Linked DNA regions of Oryctolagus cuniculus: region 1 is linked to region 2. Evidence: chromatin contacts called from public Micro-C data. All regions are on one chromosome and are shown on one strand. The core of a region is the stretch at or near the end of the contact, and the rest is flanking DNA. Distances in the headings are between cores, read along the strand shown. Region 1 holds the start of MRPL41 (mitochondrial ribosomal protein L41). Region 2 holds the start of TOR4A (torsin family 4 member A).

Region 1 (4,393 bases), core at 83-2,582, 170 kb before region 2:
ACCCATGATGCACATCAGAGTGGCTGCCTTGGGGCTGGTGTTGTGGCTTAGCAGGTAAAGCTGCCGCTTATTATGGAGTCCCGTGTGGGCACAGGTTCGAGTCCTGGCTGCTCCACTTCCAACCCAGTTCCCTGGAAATGCACCAGGCAAAGCAGGGGAGGATGGTCCAAGTGCTTGGGCCCCCCCTGCACCCACATCGGAGAGCCAGATGAAGCGCCTGGCTCCAGCATGGCCCAGTGCCAGCTGTTGCAGCCATTTGGGGAGTGAACCAGTGGGTGGAAGACCTCTGTATCTCTTTATAACTCAAATAAATATATATATATTTTTAAAGTGTCTCAGTTGGAGTCTTAGCTCCTGCTTCCTGCAAATACACAACTTGGGAAGCAGTAGGCGAAGTCCCAAGTTACCTGGACCCCTGCCACCTACATGGGAGGTCCAGATGGAGTTTGTGGCTCCTGGCTTTGGCTGTTGTGAGCATATGGTGGGTAAATCAATAGATGGGAACTCTTGGTCTCAAATTTTAAATCACATCGTGGAACCATGAAACTATGCAGATGAGCGACGGGAAGACAGGGAGGCTTCTGGGTTGTGCTGGGATCATTAGCCTGCGATGTGGGCCGTCTACAGGGCACCCACTCCTCACTGTGGAGTAACTGGGATGCCCCTGATGTCTTGTCTGGGAGGAGCTGCGTGGCTGAAGTGCGGAATGCCAGCAGCCCGGGCTGTCCAGACTTCCCTGCATCCCTACCTCGGGCCCAGGACGACCTTTCACCAAGCCGAGCTGTGGTCCCGCGTGGCCTGCCTGGGCAGTGAGTGGAATCTGCCGCGTGACCACGTGACCTGATGCCACCCACACAGACACCCCGTGGGGACGCGAAGGGCTTTTAATGGACAAGGGGCGCGGGAAGGCCCCCGGGGCGGGAGTCAGCGCGGGAAGTTCTTGGGGTACAGCTGGAAGAGCTTGCCCTCCTGGGTGCGCTCGAAGCCGTACTTCTCCAAGTTCTCGGGGTCGAAAGCACCTTCTCGAAAGTCCTTCTCGATCGCAGGGGCCGCGGTGTCCAGGAACAGCGCTTTGGCCGTCAGGGGCTCGTCGGCGCCCGCGGGGGCGCGGTAGGACACGTAGGGCTTGAGCTTGAAGCCGGCCAGGTCCGGCACCACGAACTCCGGAGCCATCTCCTTCACCGGCACGAACCTCCCGCCCGAGGCGCGCACGCCGGTGCCCTTGGCGCCGCGGCCCTTGTTGAAGGTGCGCGGCCCGCGCTTGCTCGTCCACTGGCTCATGCGGTCCGCACCGCGGACCAGGCCCCGGGTCACCGCGGTCAGGATGCCCATGCGTGCCCTGCGACGAGATGAGCTGTGAGACCCACGGTCACGGCCACCCGCCGAGCTGCCGGGGCGCGGACCCCGCGCGCGCACCCACCTGGACGGAGACGCGGCCCGCCGCTCCCACTCGGTCCGTGCAGCGCGACCCCGGCCACCGCCTCGCTCCGCTTCCGGCCGCCGGCACCACGCAGCAAGGGCGTCTTCGATTGGCTGCCGCCGCCGCCAGCGGGCGTGGCCGCAAGGGCCTCAGCCAATGCGCGGAGAGGTCCGGAGTCGGGCGCGGGCGCGCGGGACCCGAGTCACCGCCCCGCGCCCGAGGGCGCTGCTCCGGGCCGAGGCGCTCTGGGGCGGGGGTGGCGCTCCCGGGCTGAGGCGCTGAGGGCAGGGGCGCCCTCAGGCCCTCGCCCTGAGCCGGGACGCGCGGCCGCGGGCGTCCTCCGCGCTCCGCGCCGCCTCAGTTCCAGTGACAGCCTGAGGCGGGGCGCGCGGGCGGAGTGCGCAGCCGCCCTGCCTGCCCCGAGCACCTCCTGAGGGCCGGGGTCCTCTTTCACCGCGCGCCCGGCCTGCGGGGCTCCCAGGGCCGTCGTGGTCCCCGAGGTCATCGTTTGGGTCCCCCGAGTCCGACCGCGCTGGGTCCTGTCCCTCCTCAGCCCTAGGCCCCGCCCCGGCCCTGGAGAGGGACAAACTCGCGCGCAGCTGCCCTAGGCCTGGCGGGGCCGCCCGGACCCTGCCTGGACCTGCCCGGCGCTGCGCCCAGTGACTCGTTTCCCCGCTGGCCACGTGAGGGCTGCTGACGGAGGGACGGGCTCTGAGCCAGGCAGTTTCTCTTCAGAGAGCAGAGTGTGCTGCAGACTTCCCGTGCAAACCTAATCTGGCCTGGGGAGCCCCCGGGGAGGGCTGACCCCGCGGCCGCCCAGGTGCCGCCCCTTCAGCTATGGAGGAGGAAGAGGCCTGCCCGGAGGTGGGTAGGTGGGTACGGGGCGTGAGGAGGCCGCCGGGCGCCGAGGCGGGACCGCGGCCCGCTCACGCTCTGCGTGGTGGTTCCCTCTGCGACTTGCAGCGCTGGTTTTGTGCAGTGTCGCTGTCCCAATCTGTAGCCGCACCGCGAAGCGTTTACTCACGAGCCGGGAATTAGACCCCTTAAGACAATCTCCGGAGCTAGAAAAGCCTGGGGCTGCCAATATGGTGCAGAGGGCTTCAGCCGCGGCCTGCAGCACCGCCATCCCATGTGGGCACGGGTTCGAGTCCCAGCTGCTCCACTTCCAATCCAGCTCCCTGCTAACGCGCCTGGGAAAGCGGTAGAGATGGTCCAAGTGCCTGGACCCCTGCACCCACCTGGGAGACTCCGCTGAAGCTTCCGGCTCCCCCAGCCCTAGCTGTTGTGGCCATCTGGGGAGTGGACCAGCAGATGGAAGAACTCTTAATTCTGCCTTTCAAATAAAAAAAATATTAAAAAAAAAAAAAAGCTAGAAAAGGCTGACGGGAAGAGGTTAGGGCTGCCCATGTGATCGGCCTTTCCTTGGTAGACAGACCTCATGGTCACGGCTCAGAGGGACAGCGGTTACTTAAGTGAAGGGCGTGGTTGTGGTGCTGTCATGCCCCCACTTGGGGCCTGTTTGGGAGCTGAGCCTGGAGGAGTTGTGGGAATATGTTTCCCGGGTATTTTATTCCAGGCTTTTGCCGCTGGACAGGAGGCTGCCTAAGGGGAAGAGAGGAGAGTCTGTGAGGACGCAGAGCTGCCCCCGGTTTAGTGGACCCCTTTATGGGGTAAGGGTGGAGTTTGGGTGGGGGTCATGGCATCTCCTCTGACGCGTGTTCATGGTGTCCTGTTGGTGCCGGAGGGGACTCGGGTGCATCATGGGAAAGCAGCTGTGCTGGATTAGGAGGGAGGGAGAGGAGTTAGGGTGCAGGGCTAGGGGCAGACACTGCAGGGAAAATCCAGCCCTTTCATTTCCTGATTGACACCTTGCCTAGACGGCGTCTTTATGTCAGCGACAGTGCTGCCTTAAGATCAGGTCACCTTGCAACGGCGCGGCTGTCTTGGTTTGTGTGAGCACACGCAGCAGGGAGGCCACCTGATGGCACTTCTCTCAGGACAGAGGGGCCTCTCTGTGGTTGTTAGCTCAGGACTCAGGACTTGTGCGCTTCCAGAGCTAGGTTCAAAGGGCTGAGTCTTCTGGGCTGCTCCTTTGCGGTTCTGGTGTGGCAGCCTTCCTTGGACCCTGTCCAGAGTGTCCTTCAGATATCCGCAGGTCTTCTGGCACAGCTTGCTGTGGCTAAGTCCTGGCTCTCTGAAGGTCGGGCGCCGAGTTAGTGCCTGGTTTGTATAGAAACCCGAAAGGACAGAAAGGCTGTCTCCCCAACCCACCCAGCTCCTGGCTGCGTGGGAGAAAGGTGCGGATTCAGGATGAAGGGCCAGTGGCTGCTTGTCTGGCTTCTTTCTTTATCGTGTTTTCTCTTGGACCTGTTAGGGAACCAGCAGCATCCTGTGCTGGCTTCCCACCTCACCATCCCGCTTGGACCTCTCTTCCCCCCTCACATCCCCCAGCATACAGTAGGATACTGGCACATGCAGCCCTCTCTACTGTTTCTTTTTTGCTTGGTGAACTGATACAGAATGTTCTCAAATCCAGAGGTTCCAGGGGACTTCCAGGCACGGCTCTGTGGGCCCCATGGGCCTTATGCAGGGCCTTGAGTGGTGGCCATTGTCTCCCATGTGACTAGGGCTTGTTTCCCTTCCACCTGTGTCTCGGGGAGCCGGAGCTCTCAGGACTCAGGTGTGTTGGGGATGTGTGGGGCATCTGTTGTCCACAGCATGAGCCCCAGGAACCTGAGGTAGACAAGTGGCCCTGAAAGCTTCTTGGCTGGTGGGCTTAGAGGACCTCAGCCCCTGGTGAGGTCGCCTCTCGCCGGAAATCTCCATAGCCATTGAATCCCCCTGACCCACAGCTCCGTTCTTGCTGCCCTGACTCCTTGTCCATGCAGATCATTTGATTCTGTTCCAGACTGGCTTCTGCCTGGGAAGTGCCCTGCGCTTCTGGGGGCTGCTGCTCATGGAGGAGCATTCACA
Region 2 (4,478 bases), core at 1,251-3,750:
TCCAGCACCAGCAGCGGGGTCTTCTCCTCGGCCTCGGCCCGCGCCACCACCTCGGCCACGCGCCGCGCCAGCTCCGCGCGGCAGTCGTGCGCGGCGCGCGGCGCGGGGCAGTGGTGCCGGGCGTCGTACTGCAGCACCAGGCCGCCGTCCTCCAGCACCGCGCGGAAGTGGCGCGCCAGCAGGCGGCCCACGTGGCTCTTGCCCACGCCGCTGGGCCCGTGCAGGGACAGCAGCAGCGGGCGGCTGTGCACGTGCGTGGCCAGGTAGTCCCGCAGCAGCGCCACGATGCGCCCCACGGCGGCCGGCTGGCCGAACACGGAGCGCCGCAGCGCTTTCTCCAGCCCGTCCAGGTCGTAGCGCTGCGCGTTGTCGTCCAGGTTCTCGATGGCGTTGAGCACCTGGAAGCCCACGATGGCCACGAGCAGCAGCAGGCAGCGCTGTGCGCGGCTCCGGCGCTCCGCGCGCGGCAGGTACCTGCGGGAGGTCTCGGGGTACAGCACCGGGCGGCTGCGCCGGCGCCTACGGCGCGCGCCCCTGGAGGGCAACTCGGCGAGGTCGTCGAAGGTGAAAAACTTGGGCTGGTCCAGGGCGGCGCGCGGCGTCCGGGCACTGCAGCCCGGCCTGGGCGCGCCGGCCCCCGCGTCGGGCCCCGCGCCAGGAGGCGGCAGGCGCCGCTTGCGCAGGATGCACACGCGGCGGCGAAGGCGGACCACGGCGCGCACTGGCGCCATCACGCATGGGCCTGAGGCGCGAGGAGCTGCGGCCGCGGGCTCCGGACTGCACTGGCCGCGGTCCATAGTGCTCGGCGCGCAGATCACGCTCCCTGCAGCGGGAAGACGGGGACCCGCTCCGGACTCCGGCCGCGGCCCTCCCGGAGGGACCCCGTTCCCCCCTACGCCCCCCCCCCAGGCGCGGTCTGGGCTCGGCCAAGGCCTAGTCCCCGCTGGCCAGGAAGCGCCTCCTCCGTCGGGCCCTCCCCTAACCGGCCTCGGCCCGGAGGAAGTGGCGGGGGGAGGGGGCCTACAGCTTATCGGGCGGCTGCCCGGGCTTCCTGGAGGAGGAGTCGAGGGGCCGGCGCCGATCTGGGGTCAAGGCTGACTCGTCCCCGCCTGCAGCTCCAACCGGACTGCCCGGCGCCAGGCCCTAAGGCGGGGGCAAAGGAAGCCCCCCCAACACACACCCACCCAGGAACCCTGGGGCGGGGGCGGCCTGGAGGCTTTGACCCCCGCCCTGCCCCCAAGACCCCCCCAACCTGGGGTCCTTAAGCATCTGTGTAGGGAGCCCCCTCAGGGGGCTAGGGGTGGGCGGAATGATGGACCAGAGGAGGAGCCCCTGCCGGCTGAAGCCGCCTGCAACCGGACCCCCAACCCACCCTGCGTACCTGCGGCTGCGTGGGTGTGGGGACCCGCCCCCCAGCTCCGCGGTTCCGGGCCCAGGCCGGACACCAGAATCAGGAAATACTGGATCCCGGTGGCAGGTCAGGGGCCTCCCGGGCCAGCTCCGGCCGGAGGGGCAGCGGCACCTGCAGGCCCCTGGCAGTGTCCGGCAGAGGAAGCTCCCGGGAGGTTTCCGCTTCTCAGGGGAGGAAGTGAGTCAGGGGGTGCGGCGGGGGCGGGACTTGGGCTGGACGAGGCGCCCGAGGGGGAGGCCTGGCCGGAGGCCACCTCCCCTCTGCCCTGTGCTCCCAGGCGAGCCCCCTGTCTCACTCAGGCCTGGGGCACCTCCACAGACCCTGGCCAGGCCCTGACAGGACCACCGGGGCTCCCAGCAGCCTGAACACGAGGGGACAGCAGGCCCTGTGCCCAGCTGAGCACCTCCTCTCCCAGGACAGCACACACTGGAAGGGAAGGCCTGGGCCTGTGCTCCCCGGCCCCTGTGAGGCCTGGGAGTGAATTTAGGACCGCCCAGGCCCATCCCCCACACTCAAGGACCCACTGCAGCCCTGTCTGACCAGACCAGTCCAGCTGGCCCTGCACTCCCACTCCGGAGCTCGGGAGCACAGGCCTGCCGGTCAGTTCCCGCCCCCCGGGGGCCTCCCCACGGGGAGTCACAGGTGGCCCTGGCCCAGCCGCCCCTTCCCGGGCCTCCAGCTTCCTCTAGGAGCTGCTTCTGACAGGACCCAGGCTGCGGTGGGAACCCTAGGGCAGAAGCAGGCGCCCCCAGGGGACCCACTGAGGGGAGCTGCCCCTGCTTGATTGACAAACCCTCTGCAGTGGGCAGGGGTCGCGCCCCAGGCGGCCTGCCCCATGACCTGAGCCCTGCACTCCCTGCCCCACATGCTGCCAGCACCCCCAACCCTGGGCCCAGGACTGCCCAGCAGGCATGGCCGCGTCCCACCCATAGTCCTCCCTGCACCCTGCATCTGCAGCCTCCTCTGAGGACCCCCACCCCACCTGGAGGAGAGCAGCGCCCCCACTCCCCATCCCCCAGTGTCTGGAGACTTCGCTCCACACGGCGGGCCTGGCCTCCTCCAGCTCCCTGTGCTCCCCTAAGCTCCTCTGTCCACTCCCTCATCCCACTCCTCCCCCACAGACCCCCAGGCCTCAGTCCCCCCACCCGCGGTCAGCAGGACCCCCCTGAAACCCGGAGCGAGGCTGGAGGAGCCAGGCCACACTGACCACTCCCTGGGCCCCCCGGCCGCCAGCTCTGCCCTCTGCAGGTCGGGGCACCGGGGCTCCTCTCCCCCTTGGCCATGTTTATGGCTGACACCACAGGTGAGCTGTAGTCACACCCCAACTCCAATCCCCTCCCGGAGACCCCCGTCTCCCGTAACAGTCGCTCGGGGAGGCCCTGGGCCCCGCCTGCCCACCCTGCAGATTGAGGAGGACAACAGGGCCTGGTCCCCACCTGAGCAGTGTGGGGGAGGGGCAAACCCTGGGCGCCAGGCTGAGGGCTCCTGACCCCACCCACAGTGGTGCAGGAGGACCAGCCACTGGGCAGCCACGGCTGGGGTTCCACTTTTCCTGGTTTTCCTTGAACGGCTGAGGCAGACAGCTGTCTTCCATGGCTCACCCCCCAAACGGCCACAACACCGGGGGGGGGGGGGGGGGCAAGGCTGACGCCAGGAGCGCCTTCCAGGTCTCGCACGTGGGAGCGGGGACCAAGCACGGCCACTCCGCCACTTCCGCCAGGCCACAGCAGGGAGCTGGCTGGGAAGTGGAGCAGCCGGGACTCGCCCTGGTGCCCACGTGAAGCCAGCGCGGCAGAGACAGCCCAGGGGCTCCACTTCAAGGAGGCCATGCCCTCCCCTGCCAGAGTTACCCAGGAGGGCACTGGGAGCTGCCACTGCGGGAGCCGTGTCCTGGGCACACCCCCGGCACTGGCAGCGAGGGGCCATCACCAGGCCCTCGGAGACAAGCCCTGGGGTCTGGGGTCTTCCTGTGGGCCTGGCCCATAAACCACCCCGGGCTGAGCAGCCACGGCCACGGCCAGGAGAGCTGGCTGTGTCCACCGCACTGCCCGACACCAGCAGACACCTCACGCCCCTGTGTACCAAAACACCTTTATTTACATGAGTGAGGCCTCCCCATGCGCCGCTGCCCCCGGGCTGAGCAGGGAGTCCAGGGCCCAGGTGGGCTCAGGACACGGAGGGAGGGCTCCACCGCCAGACCCCAGCAAAGGTCCGGCTTTGGTCTGGCAATGCAGGTGGACCCCTCCACCCCCCATCCCCCGAAGCCTCACCCGGGCTCCACCCCAGACCACAGGCCAGCCGTGAGCACCTGAAAGGCAAGGCAGGACCCCCAACCCCCGTGCCCCCCGAGGGCAGAACCCAGATCTCCCGTGCCCAGCAGCCACCGTCCCCCACACGGCCCCAGGTGGGCGGAGGCGCGGGAAGGGTGGAAGGAGCCCAGCTGCACAGCGGCCTCAGAGCCCAGCCGGGGCCGGCACGTGGGCGAGGGGCAGCTCCAGGGCCGGCGTCTCCGGGGCCTGGGCAGGGCTGGACTTGCGGTGGTCCAGCTGCTCCAGCTTCTCTCCGAGCTGCGAGTAAAGTTCCTTTACCGCCTCCCCGCTCTGCAGGAAAACCACGTCGGCGCTCAGGCCCGGCGGGGCCCACCACACCCCGCCGCCAGCGCCGCCCGGCCGGCACCCACCTGGCCCGTGGGCTCCAGGGCCTTCTGCAGGGCCTGCAGCTTGGCGGGGGCCACCCTGGGGTGCAGGTGCAGGAGCAGCCGCAGCACGTGCCGGTGCACGTTCTCCTTCCTGCAAGGGAGGGGCAGCAGACCCTGGCCCCCCCGGAACGCCCCCCCGGAACGCCCAGCCCCCCCCCCCGGCGGCAGCCTACCTGGGCGAGGCGGTGAGGAGGAAGCCGTCGAACAGGCTGCTGCAGAAATCCTCCAGGGCAAACTCGTCCGCCAGCAGCGCCAGGTTGCCGGTGAGCAGGTGCAGGAAGATGTCGCTGAACGCCAGGTCCCCGAACGTCTCCACTGCAACCCCCGCAGGCGTGGGTGAGGCCCGGCCCAGGCGCCTCCGCCCGCGGG

What was found. Hi-C and Micro-C count contacts between places; a contact is called where the count stands out from the background.
Region 1: a contact with region 2 is called in a Micro-C map of ear pinna, with 3 times the contacts expected there. The contact joins the promoter of MRPL41 here to the promoter of TOR4A in region 2. A contact is called at or near these places in 2 of 6 Hi-C or Micro-C datasets (ear pinna and an unstated tissue).

Annotation. Positions count from the first base shown.
Region 1 is chr1:237,702,187-237,706,579 of mOryCun1.1, reverse strand. It overlaps MRPL41 (mitochondrial ribosomal protein L41), which reads right to left and starts at 1,332. Exons shown (of 1, transcript XM_002723053.5): 1 at 867-1,332. The coding sequence starts at 1,332. The coding sequence ends at 925. It overlaps PNPLA7 (patatin like phospholipase domain containing 7), which reads left to right and starts at 2,146. Exons shown (of 39, transcript XM_051838879.2): 1 at 2,146-2,284; 2 at 4,329-4,393. The coding sequence starts at 2,258. DPH7 (diphthamide biosynthesis 7) reads left to right here. Exons shown (of 8, transcript XM_070059708.1): 8 at 1-330.
Region 2 is chr1:237,531,772-237,536,249 of mOryCun1.1, reverse strand. TOR4A (torsin family 4 member A) reads right to left here and starts at 2,500. Exons shown (of 2, transcript XM_070059600.1): 1 at 1,382-2,500. NELFB (negative elongation factor complex member B) reads right to left here. Exons shown (of 13, transcript XM_051838902.2): 11 at 4,283-4,424; 12 at 4,092-4,200; 13 at 3,489-4,011. The coding sequence ends at 3,865.